Linked DNA regions of Zea mays: regions 1 and 2 are each linked to region 3. The links are chromatin contacts, called in public Hi-C maps. All regions are on one chromosome and are shown on one strand. Each heading gives the region's core, a stretch centred on a gene start, on an enhancer-like site or on the middle of the called end of the contact. The rest is flanking DNA. Distances are from core to core; before and after follow the strand shown.

Region 1 (4,237 bases), core at 331-2,830, 180 kb before region 3:
GGCATGAGGCATCGGGACACAGCACACGCATCCACGAACGAACAGCAACTTGCATCCACACCGGACAACAGTGCAAGAGCAGTGTGGAAACGCGATGCAAGCACCGTACGTACACAGACCATATATTCATATCATGAGGCCGTGGTGACACCAGCAAGCAGGATCGAAGGAGAGCGCCGAAACGCCTGACGGCGACGGGCATGCGCGACGAGCCCATGCATGCATCTGGTGGCCAGAACCAGAGACAACAAGTCGACCGACGACGACGACCAGTGGCCGCAGAGGATGACTGATCTGGCGAGCGAGCTAGCACTAGTAGGGAATGCGAATGGATACCTTGCTTGCGGACGGCGAGCTCGCAAAAGGCCAAGCTAAAGCGCAAAAGCGGGACAAAATTTTGAATCAGGAAAGGGAGAGATGCTTCGGCTCTGCTATCCTTGTCTCTTCTTTGCTACTACATGCCTTTCGAACCTCCGAAAGCATGCTTTTGAACGGCCCCGCCCCGAGACCATACATACCACCGCCCGCCCGGCGCCATACATACACGTACCTAGACCGCCGTAGTCCAGGTGAAATTCTGTACTACGTAGTATGTATATTTTTATTTAGAATAGGATGACCGACGACGACGGACGGAGAGGCGCCCGGGCCGATCGGGGTGAAGACGAACCTGCAACGCATGGGCCCAGGGCCCCCCAAATTGTAGTGTGCTTTCGGTTTTCTAGCCTATTCCTCACAGGGACCGAAATATTCCACGTGGCCGGGATGGTATCGTCATGGCTACGCATGACCATGATATATGCGACGTCACTACGTCAGTTTGTCATTGTAGTAGCTCTTTTCAGCTAGGGAATTAGTGGAAACAGCTGCGGCCCCTGATTTAAGTTGGTCACAATGCCACATGCATGCATTAATGATAATGTCACTCTACCCTCGGTCTTCTATAATAATTTAAAACATTTTTTTGAATGATTTGACATCTTATTTTAGGGTACAAACTGTAGTAGCATGGCATAAATGTCATGAAAAGAAAATATTACCAAATGAAGTACAAGTAATTTTTTTAGGAAAGCGTCGTTCGGAAAAATAAAATAAAATAAAATAAATAGCACACATTTTGGGAGAATGGATCGTGTGTGCCAAAGATCATTTCAATTCAAAGCTCACACGCTACTACCAGCAGCAAGTGCAGGTTGCTAGTAGCGCCTAGCGCGCGGTAGCAGACGCAGGCACGCCGCACGCAGCGTCCACTCGGTCCACATGGCAAAGTTTGACCAAAGTCTCCAAACACACATACTACACACCGCTAGACCGCCAAAGTGTGACTGGTAGTACTAGATGATGAGAGCCAGCCAGCAGCGTAGGGCCCTAGCCGAGCCGGAGTAGTAGGCTGGTGAAGTGAAGGCCGCCGAGCCAGGACGGACCGACAGCCGCGCACGCCTCGGGACGCGAGCCGGCGGCGGGCCCATGGCATGGGGCTGCGGGGACCGCGGCAGTGTGGCGTGGGGAAGCCGACGCGACGAGCTAGGCCGACCCGCCCGCCTTCCACTCTTCTCTTCCGGCCTCCGGCTCTCTACTCCCCGGCTCCCCGCTCCCACCCAGGTCCTAGGCTCCCCTCCCGGTCCCGGACGCGTCTCCTCCGTTCACCACGCTGCCGGAGTGCCGGGCGCTTCTGGCCCCGACACCGTGGGCCACCCCGGCCCTTGTGCGCGCTCTCTCTCTCTCTCTCTCTCTCTCTCTCTCTCTCTCTCTCGTAGCGAATAGCGATCTATCTATCACTCGGGGTTGGGGTCGGGCGCGCAACTTTTCCTTCCTTCTTATTGACATCTCCCAGAGCTCTCTCGCTCGCATCTCTCCACCAACCGGCGGCACCACCAGATTCCTCTCTTCCTCTGCTCTAGCTTCTTCTAGCTAGCCCCCTCCTTCGCACCACGCACTATTATCTCATCCGTTCTTTCCTTCAGTCTATGTTTATTTGCTCTGCACATCATCGCTCGGTGGCCCTGTCCTCGCTACCTTCCAATTAGTCGGCAAGGCAAAGGCACCGGCAGAGAGGAAGAAGGCCAGTTCTATAGTATATATGACGATCAGGGTAATGAACTAGCTACCGGCTGCACAGTTTTGTGGGGGTGTGTCCGCGTGGTGTGTTGTGTGTGTCTAGCTAGCTAGGTTTTGCGTGTGGCTCGTCGATCTGCTTGGCAGAACAGACCACGGCGATCGTCACGTTTGGCTAGGGTACTCGGCTAGTGACCGACGTATTCTGATGATGGCCGGGGCACCGCCGATGCACATCTGCCTGGACTCGGACTGGCTCAAGGTACGTACCATGATCTGGCATCTATCCCTCGTCGCACAAGAAGTTTGTTCTTAATTTGTGATTACCTCATTATCTGGCATCTATCCCTCCTGTGCATACATATAATTCATGCATGCATCTCCCGGTCTCCCCAGGCCCAGGACATGGGATCTGACCAATATACATATACATGAGCCCTAGCCGTCTGTCACACGCGCGCGGTAGTACAATTCCTTGCATCCCTGGTTCACTTCTCCTCCTCCCCCCCTATGTTTTCTGTTCGTCAAGATTTCGTAAGGCCTATATATAGTTATATACCAGATATCATTAATTAGGCTAGCAGTTGTGTGATATTTTTTCTGGTTCGTTAATTCATGCATGTCTTGCTTCCCAATCGATCCTTTTGTGTGTTTGTGTGTGTACATGCGTGTAGGCAGCTCACTCCTCTTTGTTGATCTCTGCACTATATATGTCTCCTTGATTGCTATTTTTTTGTCATCAACAATGGTTGTTTAGTAGCATATATGGTTAATATTATCAAAGGTACATTTACAGCGTAAGATCGACGGTCTGGCACATTTATAGCCTTGAGGAAACTAGTGTTTCTTTTGATGAACTATTATCAACTCAGAAACATGTGGCAGCATGCATTTCTTTCACTTGCTGTAGTTTTAGTATAAACTTTTTTTTCTTTCTAAATTTGATTAAATATATATAATAATACCAATACTTACAAGGCCTATTAGTAACTACTATTAGATTAGTTATAAAATATACTTTAATCATAAACTTGTTTGAAGATACAAATATTAATATTATTTGTTATATACTTTATCAAATTTATAAAATTTTGATTTCACGACAAATTTAATGAACATCTATTTTAGGATTGAGGGAGTGCTCTTTTAATTTTTTGTGCAGTAGTTTTCATTGACGGCCCATTTGGATCTATTCGTTTTGAAGGAATTAGAATTTACTTAATATAGTAGTCTATTTGGCTTGAAATTTGATATTTTACCGCTTTTCAAAGCTTAGATATAAGCACATCTCAAATTCATAGAGGTGGAGTATGGAAAATGATTTTACGTATCAACGAAATATGTTTCTACTCTGTAACTTATAAGTCGCTCTTCGGTTCACTCATCTATATTAAAAATGTATCACATGAATATCTCTCCCATATTGCAAATAATAGTATACAGACCATAATAGTTTAATTGTTTTTTTTTGCTTAAATTACTATTATTAGAATGGAATTCAATTCTAAGGATCCAAAGGGCGTGACATTTTTCTTTTCTAGCTACCTACGTTGCTTACACCAGGATCCAATAAGGCCGCAAGTGAATCATTATATACTTGCACTAACAGAGAGAGAGAAACTAAAATGGAACTCTACAAGGAGCGAGTACTCACAAAAGATGTCGCAAAACACAAAATACACAAACAGTAGAAAGTGCAATGCTGTCAGATCCTAAACCATATATTGCAAGCAAAAGCAACAGAGATAAAAAGAGATTTGAACAAGTCCATTTTGATCGCCTGATCTACCTGGCTTTAACTTTAGAACACTGCAAAAGCCATTCATATAGATCTCCTCAATGCTATCAGTATGTGAAAAGAACAACACGAATAAGTAGAACTTTTATTGTTATTATTACCATAACTTTAGGGTTATTAATTTAATTTTAGTAACTAAACAAGAGCATACAATATATCTATGTGTGGGAGGTGTTCTTATGCTGTTATTTTTGCAAGCTGATACCAGATGCTACCTAGGGTTATAACAGCACGATGAGAACATTCTTCAGACCTAGCTAGGGTTACACATGATGACCGGCATCTAAGGACACAAGAATTTATGTGTCCTCAGGTTCTATCTACTAGTACGAGATCATAGGAAATCCATGCACATATGGGACATTAATGCTTTAAGAAATCAAG
Region 2 (4,128 bases), core at 370-2,869, 250 kb before region 3:
TTCCATTCCGGGAACGCAGGAACAATATCGTCCCCATGGTATTAAAATCCTTGTTTAGTGGCGCACCACGTACCGCATTTCCGTTCCTCGACCCGTCGATCCGGGAACTTGGTTATACGGATTAAAGAAACTATAAGACAATATGCAAAGTGCTTGGTGATTAGAATTACCATCAAAATTGCCATCGACTATGCGAGTTGCGTCATTATAGTTGTCCATTGATATCACAGCAACATCAGGCATGAAATTGACCACCTTCTCAGTGAACACAGTCTTCCCAGCACCAGAGGGGCCAGCAACACCAACAAATATTATCCCGTCATTGTGCTGTGCCAAAAGCTGGCAAGCACGGATCACAACAAAGAAGCCTTTCTCAAAAGACAGTGGATCATGGAAGCGGACGATCTCATAGCGATCTGAATCTTTCCTTTTCACCAATTGGACCTTGTCACGCAAAAGGTTGTGCCGCCTCCTTGGTGAGTCAGCCATGGAATCATGTTGGTCCATTTTATTCTTCAGGATGCAATTGTAGTCTACAGTCTGCACAACAGATGGAAATAGAAAATTAAAGATATAATAGAGCTATGTGAATTCAGGGTTCCCTAAGAGGCTCAAAACATAGACTGATTGGCTTCAAGGTCGGTGTCACCGAACCGAACTGCCGAATCCAATTATATTGTACTTCCTACTTCCTAGCCCCTTTTCATTGTTTCTTTCACTTTTCCTTTATCTAACTTTTGTAACATACTTTCATGTAACTCTGTACTTGATGTTTACTTTTAGCGCATATTCTACAATGCAGTGAGAACGCCAGCTATTAAGTGCAGAACAATAATTGAGCGCTAACGAAGAACAAGGGGCGGACCCAGTAAAGGACGTGGGTGCCCAATATTTTTTGCCAAAAAAAATGAAGTTGTAAGTTAGTAAGCATGTGTATACACTCGTAATTAGATCAGATCCGAATACGAAATAGCCAAGTAGCTTAAGCGAGGGTTCGGATGGGGTTTCGCACAGCATGAATCGGGTGATCGGTTTCGCACAGCATGAATGGGAGAGGGAGGTTGCGGATACCTAGTGGGTGCTCGTTGGCGGCAAGCGAGGGAGGCCTGGCGAAGGGACCGACGAATACCTGGGCACCTGGCTTAGGGCGACGGCGGCTGTTGCCTTGCCGCGGGAGGGAAAGGACGCGTACGCCTTGCCGCACGAGACAGATCACGCGGGGTGAACCGGAGATGGAATTATGGAAAGGCAGGGGGTGAGTTCAGAACAAGAGAAATACCACAGTTCTCAGGCCCGGGAAGCGATGACGACGACCACCACGAGCAGGACCAGAGAGTTCCTCTCGGTGGTGTCCAACTCCTCACGTGCTTGGGTCGGCGCTGGACGCTCGGCGGCGCTGGCAAGGCCGAATTTGAGCACGGCGGTGTGGGTCGTGGACGGAGGAGGATGCTTCGATGTTAGTGCTACCAAGGGCCGGGATGGACATGGACGTGACTAGTGCTATGTGCTACCAAAGGCGTATGTGTAAAATTTATATGAGTCCTGCTTTATAGCTAACCGTTAAACGTTTTTATAGATTCGCTTCAATAAAAATCATCTATATTAACATAAATACAGAATCGATCGAATCATCATGTTAGTAAAAAACATCCCTTCCTAAACCTTAAACCCTACGAATCCTTCAACTTTCTCCACACACACATAACCCCGTGATATTCATATTCTCAGTTAAATTATCCATGAATCCAAGTTTTTATAAAAGGTTTTTAGAAAAAAAAATTGTACCAAACAGTTATATAGCTGAGGCAATGGAGTAAAACGAGATGGAAACGTAGAATGAGAACCGGTCTCGCGACCAATAGCGCATTGCCTTCTCAGGAATAGTTGTTGCTATGGCTCTATTCTTTACTCTCGTTTAGCCAAGTTGGGTGATTTTTGTATGGCTCTTTTTGCTCTTCTTAGAAATTGTATTGTGCTTTTTGCTCTTTTTTCTTGGAAAAAAATCAACGGACGAAGAAAAAGAAGTAAAGAACATTGAACAAGAGGACAACCCGTCCTGGAACACCAGGTTGAAAAGCAGTGCGGAGCGCGATTATTCCGTGCTCTATATCGTATACGATACAACTTGACTAGCCGAGTCACACCTCCCAAAAATGCTCGGCAAGACGGCAAACCTATAAGGCAGATTCTCTCTCGCACTCTCGCTTGCCTTTCCAGGAAAGTGACGTGCTCACAACCTCTGGCCAAACATCTAGCAAATTGCTGTAAGAGAAAGTACAAATTCTCAAGTCTTGTGATCTTTTTCTTCTTTTCTTATAAGAGATCCTGTGCCTTCGACAACAAATTGCCGAAAACACACGGTAATGGAAGGAAAGCAGAGCATCTCAACCTCGAACACAGACGTACTGACCACATTATTAGAAATACCAATAAGGCAACAAAACAACAAAAAGAATCCAAACCCCTTTCCTCCCCGTCACACTGTCAATCTGGTCAGACAGAGCATCTACTGGTGCAGTACGGATAAACGAGAAAGTTTCCAGATCAGATGCACATCGAACGATCTACACGAACCTTGTCGCCAACAAAAGCTGGATGATTTTCCATCAGTCATTTAAAAAGCTGGCAACAACGTTGTGCTTGTGCACATCTGATTAGCTTGGAACAACAGAAGTATCCACTGACGAGCCTTCATGGCCATCCTTTATCTCTATACTAACTAGTCTACTGGTGCTCACCACTTTACTTGCCGGCCAGAAATTCGCGAGCATAATCTGAGTATACTGTACCGTGCAATTTGATAACATGTTATTCTCAAGAAATTCAACCAGTTCACTACTTCAATTCATGGTACAGCTGCAGAGCATCTTATGCTATGTCCTCTGGACCCAAAATTCAAGTACATGAACATCCCAAAGAAAAACACTAAAATGAAACAAATTCTTTTGAGCTTGCTGCGAGAGAGCACCAAGACAATTGTTGACCTTTGCCAGTACTCCCCTCCCTCACAATCTGTTGCTCTTCATGAGCTCTATAAACTCACCGAAGGCTGTAAAGCACAAAAGACGAATCGAGACATCAGCTAAATCACATTAAGATAGCAGTACGTTCTACACCATGGTGGATCAACAGAAGATTCTAGCAAAAGAAATGTACCTGTGTCGGAATCATGCGGACCTGGGGAAGACTCAGGATGGTACTGGAGAGACACAAGCTTCATCTTGGCGTACTGAAGGCCAGCACAACTATTGTCGTTGAGATTGACGTGAGTTACTTCTGCTCCTTCTGGAAGTGATTCTGGGTCAACTGCGTAGTTATGGTTCTACATGGAACGAAAACGAAACATGCTTTAGGACAATACAGATTACAAATACAAGCTAGGAAGCATCACAGGTACCAAAAAAAAAGTGATTTCAGATTCTCAGTAACATGGACTAGAGAAAAGTAACAGCATGGATACTACCATACTTAGAAGGTAAAACATAATCTTCTTGGCGGGAACCCCCACTCATTTCAACCAATAACTGATTTTATATCTCAACTGACTTGTCATATTTACTCTCACCCTAGCATGTTATACTGCTATTGGTTGTAGCATTGCCTAACAAAACAAAACTACAATTCTATATGAAGACTCTGAGAAACTCAAATTTACTTAAGGAACAGATGGAAGACGTGCAGCACCTCTCACAACAAATAGAGAATTAGAGATACAACAATAGCCGGTGGTCATTGCAAGGAGAATTAACATAAAGTAGTAATTATTTAAACCCAACTCTTTTTTAAGCTGAATGAAGACTGAGCTGGCTCAGCTTATGGGTGTGTATGTATGCCCAGACCACCAAATTTCAAAAACTCGTAAAGTCTAATCTGTCAATCTGGTGATAATTTCTTTCTTAATATCGAAGACACTTAGTTCCTCCTAAGTTGTTTTTAACAGACATGACTCACATAAAGCATAACAAAAGTAAGAGGTAGGAACAAACCTGTGCACTTATGTCTACACGCCCACTACGGAGATCACAGACAGGGTGATTCCCACCATGATGACCAAATTTCATTTTAAATGTCTTCCCACCAAGCGCCTGCCCAATCAATTGGTGGCCCATACAGATGCCGAAAACAGGA
Region 3 (4,382 bases), core at 467-2,966:
GGCGTGACAATGGTAGTGGCAGACCCATGGCACACCAATGGAGTGGCCTGACGATGGTGTTTTGCGGAAGGGGCCCCAGCGTCCTCAATTCCCAAAGCTGTCCAGCATCTGATGACCGTTCTGCCCCCCCTACGCGTTGGTGCGTGAAACCACGGTTTTTACCGGACAGCTAGACCCCCCCTAGCTAGTGTCTTCGTGCTATGGGATGGAATGGAAGGACGTTACTGCTAGTAGCTGTGGCACCTACTAGTAGGCAGGTAGCTTGGATTTTAGGGTGCCTCGGCCTGCACTGCACGTACGGCACAGATGCACTCACGCAGTTGATGGTTAAAGGCATTTTATTAAAAGGGATTCAGCAACGTTCCACAAACTCCGTCTCTAAAGGAAAGGAATATGAATCAATCTAGAGACTACGGTGTTTAGTTCCGGCATGACTGAGGTTGACTCGCCCCCAGCACAGTCGGGATACGTCGGGACCGTACGCGGTGGCGTGTCGTCGTGCTGATAGGGACTTCTCGGCGTCCCTTTGGTGTGCCGCACGTATGTCCGAACGTGGCTTGATGATGACACGTCTTAGCATAGTTGACGTGGGTTAACAGTGCTGGATCAGGACCTTCGCCTTGCTGAGTTGCTCGGACGTTCCGGTTCACAGGATCGCTCGACAGAGTCTTGGTCGTTATGGACTTAGTCACCCGTTCCACCTCATAGAGTTACTCGGCAGAGGACCTGGTCGAGCGCTACGCCTCGCAGTCGCAGGGTTGCTCAGCAGAGGGTCTGGTCGGCAAGTGAGCCGCTAAAAAGGTTTACTGGTCTAGCGAGTGACAATTGTGAGGCCACTTGCTTGATCAGGTGACGATGTGGACTGCATGTTGGCGTGTAATAGATTTTGAAAGGAAACAGGGACGGTCATATTTTACCATACGTACAGGTACATTGTCGGTACAGGTACTAGTACCGGCCAAGGGCGTAAATGCAGCAAGAGATGCGAGGCAGTAGGAGACGCGCATGGATGTACTTGGAGTCAATGTGGGGTTATACCACACAGCTGCACTTATTGCGGTGTGGTGAGTAGGTCACACTGGCACTGCCCACAACTGGGACTGGGAGCTAAACAGAGAGCCGCGGCGACGGCGAGTACGATTAAGCAAAGCTAAGCTAGGGCAGCGGAGAGAGGAAATGACAATGGCCATGGAGGAGGAGGAGTGTGGTGATGGTGGCTGGCCGGTAGGCCATAGTGCAGGTGTGGGAGGGGGTGAAACATGGCGCTGTCGGTGGACAAGGGCTTCTCCTCCCTCACACCGGTCACCACCCGCAAGTCACTCTCACCACTGCCTTGTGTGGGGGAGCGGTAGACTGGCTAGACTCATTCAAAATACACACCCAAAACAAGCCAGGCCTAGGCCTGCCTAGCCGGGTTCCCCTCTTCACTCTTCAACTCTCCCTTTGTCGTTGTTCCCTTCTTCCTCCTCCTTGCTCTCGGTAAGGGTGCAAGCATAGATGGATGATGGATGGAAAAGATGGATATGTTTTTTCCTCTATAACTAGCTAGTAGCTCTCTATCTCTCTCAAGGAAACATTCCCCACTTTATTTGGGCCAAAACTGTTATTGCGATTGCTATGGTTAGTGTATTTTTATCGGTTCTTCGTAACGTAGCTCAACTTTACCGAGAAATATAATCCACATCACCATCTCCTTCTCCCTTCACCCTTGAGGCCAACACAACACCCCTATTTCTTCCCCAAAACCTACATGTAGAGCGCACAGCGACAGCAACACAGCCTCGCAAGAGAAAGCAAAGCAAAGTCAGGAGGGAAAGAAAGAAATCCTTTTCCTACACCTAAAGAGACCACCAAACCCTGCGAGCCAAAAAAAAAAAAGCCATGGAGTACAAGAGATCATCGCATGCGCAAGAGGAAGAAGAGGACGAGGAGGAGGAGGAAGAAGAAGACGACGAGAACGAGGAAGAAGAGGAGGATGAGGAGGAGGCCAGAGGCCTTCGCTACACCACGGCGGCGGTGGCACCCGTAGGCGCTCCACAGCAGCAGCAGGTGCACGCCCAAGCTCTTGGCCTCGGCTGCTCACACCCCTCCCAGCTGATGGATTCTGCCGCCTTCTCGAGGCCGCTCTTGCCTCCCAACTCATCTCTGGTGATGCAGCCACCGCTGCCTCCACCAGGCTTCCCGCCGGCTCACCGCCAACAACCGCCGCATGCGCAGCTCCATCCGAGGAAAGCGGAGAGGGAGAGGGACAGAGCCGCGGGAGCGCAGCCCCATGTCCGGCGCCACCACCAAGAACCAGCCAAGAATGGCGTTCTCGGCGGTGGCGCCGCGCCAACGTCGGCACCCTCTACGCTCGGCCTCGTGCCCGTGGTGGAAGCGGCCCAGCTGTGGAGGTACCGGGAGTGCCTGCGGAACCACGCGGCGCGGCTTGGCGCGCACGTGCTCGACGGCTGCTGCGAGTTCATGCCGTCCGGGGGCGACGGGGCCGCCGCGCTGGCCTGCGCCGCCTGCGGCTGCCACCGCAGCTTCCACAGACGCGAGGCGGTCCCCGGCGGCGGCGTGGCGGTATCGCCCTCGGCGGCGGTAACTCCCACCCCCACCGCCGGCGCCAACTCCTCCCGCGCCATTCCGCTGCTGCTGGCCCCGCCGCACATGCACACGCGCCCGCCGCACCACGTGCCGGCGTCCCCGGCGTCCGCGCCCGCCGCGCTGGCCGAGTCGTCCAGCGAGGAGCTGCGCGGCCCCGCGCCCGCGCCCGCGCCGCCGACGCACGCGCAGGTGGCCGTAGTAGGAGGGTCGGCCTCCGCTCCCCCCGCGCCGAGCAAGAAGCGTTTCCGGACCAAGTTCACGGCGGAGCAGAAGGACCTCATGCGCGAGTTCGCGCACCGCGTCGGGTGGCGCGTCCACAAGCCCGACGCCGACGCCGTGGACGCCTTCTGCGCCCAGGTCGGCGTCTCCCGGCGCGTCCTCAAGGTGTGGATGCACAACAACAAGCACCTCGCCAAGGTCCCGCCCTCGCCCCCATCCTCCTCCTACCCACAGCCACTGCCTCGCCACCACCCGCCTCCACCTCCGCTCCACATCCACCATCATCCGCCGCCGCAGCAGCAGCAGCAGCAGCAGCATGATGCATGAGTATCGAGTAGCCGCAGAGCAGCGCGAGAGGATCAGACGATGCCATTAGCTTATTAGCTCCTTTATTTATCCTTCTTCTTCTTCTTCTTCTTCCCTTGTAATTTCAGTGACATCCCAGTTGTTAAGGAGTTGACTCATCATGCAGCAGTTAGGAGGGATTAATATGATTGTGTGACCTAATCTCATCTCAGCCATACTCCTACTACAAGTCTTCCCCTCGTCCTCGTTGCTTTCTTGGACGACCTACCTCCATTATTAGGTTATTAGCGCTTGCATTGGTATCTTGCTTATGGTAATGACCTAATAATGATCACTGTGTTTTAGGGCTTCTCTCTCTCCTAGCGTCCTGTTCTCTCTCATAAAGAGATGGTTCATGCGCAGGCGCGCAGCTGTTGCGTGCAGTGTTGCTGCAACCCTGCATTGCCATTGCATTGCTTGATGCAACGCTCTCTCGGGCGCCACCGCCTTTTGACTTTGCTTTTTGGGCTTGTTGGATTCCTTTTGGCAGAGCAGCCAGCCGCTCTCCAGAGCAACAGAGCGTTGTGCCGTGCTTCTGTGTGCAATTGCATTGGCATTGCATGCGCTGAGGGTTGGGTTTGGTGAGGGAGGGGGGGCCCTTTTGCTGGGAGGGGAATGTACTTAGGCGTGCAAAGTACGATTAGGAGGGGTCATTAAAGCAGGGTTCCTGGCTTCTAAGCCTACTATCTCGCAGCTAGCAGTTGCTTTCTGTCCTCTTCTGCTGTCTTGCAGCCGGAACCCCTTTCTTAAGGGCTTTTGCAGCCTTTTGTGAGGGCCAATTTTACTTGAGCTGCTTCTACATCTACTGGCTTTCTGCTTTAGAGCTAGTGCAGGTACAGTAGTGAGTATGGCACTGGGAGTACAGTAGAGTGCGCGGGCGCGGGGGGGCATCAGTGCATCACGTACTGCCTTTGGCCACAAGTGCAACATTACTGTTAGTCTGTTACTGTACCTGGAGTTGGGGCTTCAGCCAGAAGGCAGGTGTGTGTGCCATGTGAGTGTGAACTCCTGTGTCAGGGAGCTCAAAAGAGAGAGACAGAAGCCCTGTGTTGTATTCGAGTGTATGCTGCTGGATTATGGGGTATGCAGCAGGGTGAATGATGACATGTGAATTGTCGGCAGATGGAGGCTTGAACCCGAGCTATTCAAACATCGTTGTGTCTGATCTCTGATGTGCTAAAGGAGGAAAGGTGCGTTGTTGCCTTACTGGTAACGACGTCTCATCTCGT

The links. Hi-C and Micro-C count contacts between places; a contact is called where the count stands out from the background.
Region 1: a contact with region 3 is called in a Hi-C map of ear, with 1.9 times the contacts expected there. The contact joins the promoter of LOC100216759 here to the promoter of LOC100279191 in region 3. A contact is called at or near these places in 6 of 25 Hi-C or Micro-C datasets (bundle sheath, ear, leaf and 2 more).
Region 2: a Hi-C map of ear shows a contact between it and region 3, with 2.0 times the contacts expected there. The contact joins the promoter of LOC103627622 here to the promoter of LOC100279191 in region 3. A contact is called at or near these places in 2 of 25 Hi-C or Micro-C datasets (ear and leaf).

Annotation. Positions count from the first base shown.
Region 1 is chr5:209,485,650-209,489,886 of Zm-B73-REFERENCE-NAM-5.0, reverse strand. It overlaps LOC100216759 (Dof zinc finger protein DOF2.1), which reads left to right and starts at 1,580. Exons shown (of 2, transcript NM_001143160.1): 1 at 1,580-2,317. The coding sequence starts at 2,264.
Region 2 is chr5:209,561,515-209,565,642 of Zm-B73-REFERENCE-NAM-5.0, reverse strand. It overlaps LOC103627622 (inorganic pyrophosphatase TTM1), which reads right to left and starts at 1,619. Exons shown (of 14, transcript XR_004849688.1): 1 at 1,280-1,619; 2 at 1,130-1,194; 3 at 171-540. It overlaps LOC100273931 (carbamoyl-phosphate synthase small chain), which reads right to left. Exons shown (of 11, transcript NM_001148323.1): 9 at 3,987-4,128; 10 at 3,157-3,322; 11 at 2,788-3,049. The coding sequence ends at 3,006.
Region 3 is chr5:209,307,233-209,311,614 of Zm-B73-REFERENCE-NAM-5.0, reverse strand. LOC100279191 reads left to right here and starts at 1,716. Exons shown (of 2, transcript NM_001152215.2): 1 at 1,716-2,049; 2 at 2,158-3,463. The coding sequence starts at 1,882. The coding sequence ends at 3,135.